Regions from separate parts of the Mus musculus genome. Here region 2 is linked to region 1. Evidence: chromatin contacts called from public Hi-C data. All regions are on one chromosome and are shown on one strand. The core of a region is the stretch at or near the end of the contact, and the rest is flanking DNA. Distances in the headings are between cores, read along the strand shown.

Region 1 (3,387 bases), core at 304-2,803:
ATTTTCTGAGTCACAGAAATGACTATGTCCTCCATTTCATAAGAAAGTTTCTCCAAATTAGACCTGATTGTACAACACAGGCCTCAGCTGAGTATCCTAATATAAATAACATGCTTTTGCAGTGCCAGGAAAAAAACAGTTTCTACTGCCCACTAAACCACACACACACACACACAAACACACACACACACACACACACACACACACACACACACCCTCTTTGTATCTCTGAAGTTCATGTAACCATGGCAGTCATATGAAAAGGAGAGAATGATAGTCTGCTGCACTAATTGGGTGGGAAACCTTCCCCCACCACTTACCTGCTGTACAAACCTGAGAGAGGTTACCCTTCTCTGCATCAGTTTCCTCTTCTGTAAACTGTGGATGATATAGGATGTGATCCGAGTTAGCTGCACAACTGTGCATGAGAGTGTCTGAGCTATGACCAGGCTCATAATAAGTTCTTTGTATGTATCTACCACAAACATCGTGATTCCAACAGGTCCTCTTTATTTTATTATTCTTAATTAGCATACAAGACATTAGATACTGTGGTGGTTTGAAAGAAAATGGCTCCTATAAGCTGATTTATTTGCATGTTAAGTAGTCCCCAGTTGAACTGTTTGGAAAGGATTAGAAGGTGTGACCTTGTCAGAGGTGTGTCACTTCACGTAAGCTTTGAAATTTCAAAAGCCCTTGTTTTTTGTTTTTGTTTGTTTGTTTGTTTTTTTGTTTTTTGTTTTGTTTTGTTTTGGTTTGGTTTGGTTTGGTTTGTTTTGGTTTGGTTTGGTTTGGTTTGGTTTGGTTTGGTTTTTCAAGACAGGGTTTCTCTGTATAGCTCTGGCTGTCCTGGAACTCACTCTGTAGACCAGGCTGGCCTCAAACTCAGAAATCTGCCTGCCTCTGCCTCCCGAGTGCTGTGATCAAAGACGTGCGCCACCACACCCAGCTCTTCAAAAGCCCTTAACAGGTACAGTAGTCTCTCTCTCCCTCTCTCTCTCCCTCCCTCCCTCCCTCCCTTCATCCCCTCCTCCCTTCCTCCCTTCCTTCTTCCCTCCTTCCCTTCATCCCCTCCCTCTGTCTGCTCCCTGTGGATCAGGCAGAGAGAAGATGTATAGCTTTCAGCACCATGTCTGCCTACTGCCACACTCTCTTCCATAATGATAATGATTTAATCCTCCAAAATTGTAAGCAAGCCTCCAATTAAATGCTTTCTAATATAAATTGTCTTCACAGCCATAGAACAGTGTCTAAAACAGACACTGTGATAGCATTTTTAAAGAAAGTATGCTTTAGTAGAGTCTCTTTCTGTCTCATCTCCCATTTCCCCACCCCCTACCCTCCATTGTAAGCCCACCCCCAATGGGCACTCTTCTTGTGCCCTTGGAAGTCACTTTATCTCTCTGCCCCCAATGTGGCTATCTGTAAGATGACAATAGTAACTGCACTGCTGGACTCTAGGGCTTAATAGGGTCTTACAAGGTGTGACAAGTGAGTCCAGCCCAACAGTTCCCCAAGTGAGTCTCTGGCCTCTTGTCTCAAGTTCCTATGAGTCATTTAGAGGTACGATGGCTCTGACATTTCCTGTCAGAGAAGAGACTGTTTCCTGCTTCGTCTTCCTCCTTCTAGCCACTTCATGTTTCGGCTAAGATATCACTTCTCTGGGAGAACTCCTTGATTCCCCATCTTAATATTCACACTGAGCAGCCTACAGGTCCTCCTACACAGGCTGATTACACACATCTAGTCAACGCTTGTCTGCTTCTTTGATTTTTGAGGTTCTTGAAGACACAGACTACTCTGTCATGCATACCCTTGTGTCCTTAGCACTTACCTCAAGGCCCAGTATATGATGTGTGTACTATAATATCTGTTTAATGTATAATTGACTGAGTCCCTAAAAGTCACATTATTTAGGACAACACAAACTTAATTACATTTAATGTCATGATATTCCAAAGGAACACATTATTAGGCCATATGTTTTGCCCTCACCCCAAAATGTCACAGTCTGGAGAGGTGACTTACATGCTCCTAGCACGAGTATTAGGTGGCTTACAACTAATGGCCTGGAACTCCAGTTCTAGTCATCTGAAGCCCTTTGACCTCTGAGGTCACCTGCCGTGCACATAGACACACATGAGTACACATAAATATGAAAAACAGATAAGTAAATCTTTTTTTATTACATCATAAACATACACACAAATACTTGTGCCCACAGTGGAAATCCTGAGTGGTTAATTGGGGGTTTCCTGTTAGCTTCAATTTTTTTAATGAACAAACATTTCCACGAACTTTCGTATCATATTTTATTATGCTTTCTCTATGAAAAGATGTTTCTTTTGGGGTTTCCTCTTTTTGTCCCTACAGCACTGAAATTTCATTTTTCTTTGGATCATAACTACTGATATATGAGTAAATTGCAATATCCTTATTTTTCAATCGACTATAAACTGCATATTTAAAAGAATTCTTTGGACCCTACAGGATTCTTCTGGCAACTATCCCATTTCTTTCTTCATGCTACCTCAAAATATCAGCCTTCGAGAAACCCTCAAAATAACTGCCATGTCCCCAGATGAAGGTCTTGTCTCCTCCAGTTCTGAGTGGCTTTGCTCTCCACCTCATTCTCTCTCTCTCTCTCTCTCTCTCTCTCTCTCTCTCGGTGTGTATGTTCCTATCCGTCTCTTTGTCTCTCTGTCTCTGTCTCTCTCTGTCACTGTGGGAAGGCTCTTGTGAGGATATGCAGTTTGTCTGCAGCCTTCTCCAGCAGCAGGTTCTTAGTTTTCATGTTATTAGGCCCAGAGGCAGCATTTGACAGTGGACTATGCATCCCCTCTTCTTCACTGAATAGTTAACTATTCTTTCCCAGCTTTTCAAAGGGCTTCCAGGATGTTGGGTCCCCTTGGTCTCCATGTCCCATCTGGCTAGTGTCATCTTGCTTCTTACTTCTTCCCCATTGCCACAGTCACCAAACACCACAGAGCCATTCTCAGCTCGTCCCCGAGACCCCAGGCTCTCAGCAGCCACTTTTCCTATCTTATTTTTCTCACTAGCACATTCCCTTGGAGGTCTGATCCCTTCTCACTGCTGTAGATGCCACCTGCATACACTGTGCCCAACTCAGACCTCTCACCTGAAGTGTGGCCTGGGAGAGCTCACTGCCCACGAAACATAACCACTCCCATGATGTCTAAAGGCAGCATGTTATTACTTAGCTCACACTTGAACTGCCTGTGACATAATTAACTTATTCGATCTATTATTTAATTCATGTATTCGGTGTCTAAATGTTGCCTTTTTCTTTCTTTTTTTATTAGATATTTTCTTTATTTACATTTCAAATGTTATCCCCCTTTTTAGTTTCCCCTCTGGAAAAAAAAA
Region 2 (3,387 bases), core at 274-2,773, 520 kb before region 1:
CTTGTGAATAATTAGCAAAAGTTTTGGCTGAATTACAGTATCAAGAGAAAATGGCACTCGTTGTTCACAATGTAACTGATTACCAAATGAAATCCCCGAAGCCTTTCTTTTTCCTTTCTACATAGTTTTCCTGAAAGCTCCAAGAATGACTATAAATCAGGCAAGCTGAAGACTCCCCAACCTATTGTCAAACCTTTCAGTTTTAAGATAGCATTCTTAAAACCCACACATCCAGAGTTGCACAGCTGCTAATTAATGAATGTAAAGTCAACTTGGACTTGCACTTGGCTATGAGCGCCACTTAGGTGATGGTTGGGCATTAATACCAACACAGGTGTATTTTCTAGGAGAGAAATGTATTAGTTTTACACTCTTGAAAGAAATCAGAACATTTCCCCAAACTCAGTGTGCTAATCTTCTCGGTTAAAAGAAAAATACGTTATAAAAATACTAGGTTCAAAATGACTAAGATCTATAAGATCATAAAAAAACCCACAGGCCAGGTGGGAAGTCCCAAAGCGCTGAGACATTATCATGCCTCAACTCTGGCTATTCCTACAGTTAGATGATACTTGATACAAGCAATCCATCCTGAGACTGTGATCACATTGGATCACTTGGGACCATCTAGAAGTCCCTTCCTAGAACTCCATTCTTTTTTTTTTTTTTTTTTTCCTATTCTCTTTGCAAATCCCAAACACCAAATTTACTAGAAATGACTTGCTTTGGTGGCAATCTAATAAGCAGCACTGGGGAAGTATTTAACAGTCCCAAGCCAAAAAAAATGGTCAGCATGGAAGCAGGTGCTGATCATCAGGCACAAACGAAGTTAATTTTCTAACAGCAAATCAGCCAGAGTCATACTTTGGAAAACACTGTATACAAATGTTATAATCACACACTTTTCTCCTCTCCCACTCATAACTCTCTTTAAAATCATTATCTTATAACAATGGCCTTATTTTCCCTTGAAATTACCAAGCGTGAAAAGAGTGAGCTTTGTTATGTAACATAGGCAACCTGTCCTAATCGGAGATTAAAATAAGGAGACATAACTAATCATCAACATAATAAGATCCACTTGCTAGAGGTAGGCAATTATCCTTTATTTCACACTCCACAAAGACAAAGCTCTCCTATGAGACCCAAGCTGTCTCTGTAGCTCTCGTCTACTGTGGTGCAGAACGGCTCAGGACCGACACCAGATGTCCTGAATAGAACCAAGTGGAGAGAAACACATTACTCACATACTGTTGAAGAGCTCACGGTACGTTTCATCACCTTTGCCCTCCGACATCAGGCTGTCCAATTTGTCAATTAGCTTGGCCTCCACCTGAAATACACCCAAATATCACTCTCCTTCCTCCCACTTCCCATGCAAGATTTTTAGGCAAATTGGTATGTATTTCTTTATGCCAGGGGAAAGCCGTGATACACTTTGTCAAAGTGACATTGTCAGCCATGGTTAATAGCAAGCCTCCCTTTGGAATTCTAGGGGACTAATTTAGATGCAGTCAACATGACTTCATACTCCTGGCTAGCTAGCTTCTTCTGCTGCCAAGGACAGCATCTATCTATCTGGGATCCCAACATAAATGCTAGCAGCCCAATTTAAATGTTTCGGTTCTTCTTTTAGGGACTATAAAAACTGGCAAGTCCCATTTCTTTTTCTTTTTTTTTTTTTACATCACTATATCTGAGAACATCAGCAAACTAGCATGCCCAAATACATTAATTTAAATCTTAAATGTGCTTTTTATCTGTTTTCTTTCCTAAAACAGTTTGAGGTTGCACTAAATCTTTGCTGAAGTTGAGAATCCATCCTAGCCATGTACAGATGGTAGAGCCACAGAAATAGTCTAAGTCAGCAGTAAGCGGCAGGAGAGTGAAAGGACATATTTCCTGAAAACTGTAGTCAAAACATTTATATTTTCAAGGACATAAATTCTTTATAACTTGAATATCAGAAAGGGAAAAATTTCCCTTTATCTAAACGAGGCAAGAGAAAATGACAACCTTTAGCCAGTGTTAAAGCAATTTGGGCTTGAGACGAATATTCAACTTTGTCAAAGGACTGAGCCCAGTTATTTCTTTAAAGCAAATGTCAATCAGGAGATAAAGATAAGAGGGAAGGAAAGTGGGACCCCCTACCAAGCACAGTGTGTTCATAGCTTTTCACTCAGCCATTAGCTTTCTTAAAAATAAATGTATATACGAATAACAAGAGAAATGCCCACACTCTTGGCAATAGGAAAGGTCTATGCATGCAATCAAATTGCTTATACAGATGACAAGCACTTTTCTGAGGTTTGAAGAAGGCCTCATGTGGAGAAGTATGGAGGTGGGCCACATCCTGTGGGTAAGCAAGTTTGAGAAGTCAATATGTGAGAGCATGTTTTTCCTACTTCCCCCAACAGACTTGGACCAGCAAAAGTGGCTGATTCTTTACAGATCTGATTTTGCAATCAGGATGTCTGTCTTCCTCAAACTGGAGCACCACTATTAGAACCGAAGTCAGCAAGAAACGATAGATTCATCCCCTTGGAATTTCCTTTGTGAGATTTTCCACTGCTTTCTCCTTCAAATTAATTTTCATTGCTCCAAGCTAAGAGCAATAAAACACACTGTGAATCAAATGCTCAGAGCTAAGCCATTCAGCAAACACAATGTGCAGACCACTGAGAACTCAATGGCTGAAAGAGTCATTAACCTTCCAGTTCCTCTGAGTCCCGGCCAGCTGGGAGCAAACAACCCTCTCTGTACATTCTTAAATACAGATCTGGAATGTCAAAGAATTTTGTTTTTGGTGAAAGGAATAAGATGGGATTCCAGGGTTTCCCTGGAGGCTCAGGGCAACAAAAAGCCAGAGGCATGTATCCAAGGCTATGTGGTACAGGGAGAACGGGTTCACCTGGTTCTGGGGCCATTGAACCAGTGTTCATTTCTCCACAGAGAGATGAATGGAGAAATTGTGAAGACGCCAGACAGGGAAGTGACACCCCCTGTCAGTCCTGATGAGCAATACTGCCTACCTGTTTAAAGTTGCCACTCCTTCTTTGCTCCCAGTCCATCATATCGTGAAAAATAGGAATCATGACATTCCGGAGATCTGGCTGGGGTATCAAGGTTACTTCCAGAAAGGGCCCAATCAGGGCAGGGATGAAATGAAGTTTGTGTTCTCCTAAATTAAGCAAAATGTTCGCGTTTCAGTATATTAGGTTTTAATAAGACTTCAAAAAGATTACTATTAAAAAATTTAGTTAAAACTAGTATCATAAAATACTGAACTACAGTTATCGCCCCAGATAAGAAAAGAACCCATAGCATACAATTAAAATGGCAGAAATAGAAATATTTTAGTAGTGTACATGCTTGTAAAAAAATGGA

What was found. Hi-C and Micro-C count contacts between places; a contact is called where the count stands out from the background.
Region 2: a Hi-C map of bone marrow-derived macrophages shows a contact between it and region 1, with 12 read pairs. The contact joins two enhancer-like sites. A contact is called at or near these places in 1 of 484 Hi-C or Micro-C datasets (bone marrow-derived macrophages), 1 of 115 datasets of contacts at active chromatin or transcription factors (embryonic basal ganglia) and 2 of 9 other capture datasets (adipose tissue and embryonic stem cells).

The regions. Positions count from the first base shown.
Region 1 is chr12:40,271,712-40,275,098 of GRCm38.p6, reverse strand. No RefSeq gene overlaps it. Among named protein-coding and RNA genes, the nearest start is that of Gm40403, 25 kb to the right of the region's middle. Within about 2 kb of position 1,553, at least 16 of the 459 cell types and tissues checked have an H3K27ac peak or open chromatin away from gene starts, as enhancers often do. A contact at or near this core is called in bone marrow-derived macrophages, where this site is marked.
Region 2 is chr12:40,788,022-40,791,408 of GRCm38.p6, reverse strand. It overlaps Dock4 (dedicator of cytokinesis 4), which reads right to left. Exons shown (of 53, transcript NM_172803.2): 31 at 3,033-3,181; 32 at 1,248-1,333. Among named protein-coding and RNA genes, the nearest start is that of Immp2l, 230 kb to the left of the region's middle. Within about 2 kb of position 1,523, at least 71 of the 459 cell types and tissues checked have an H3K27ac peak or open chromatin away from gene starts, as enhancers often do. A contact at or near this core is called in bone marrow-derived macrophages, where this site is marked.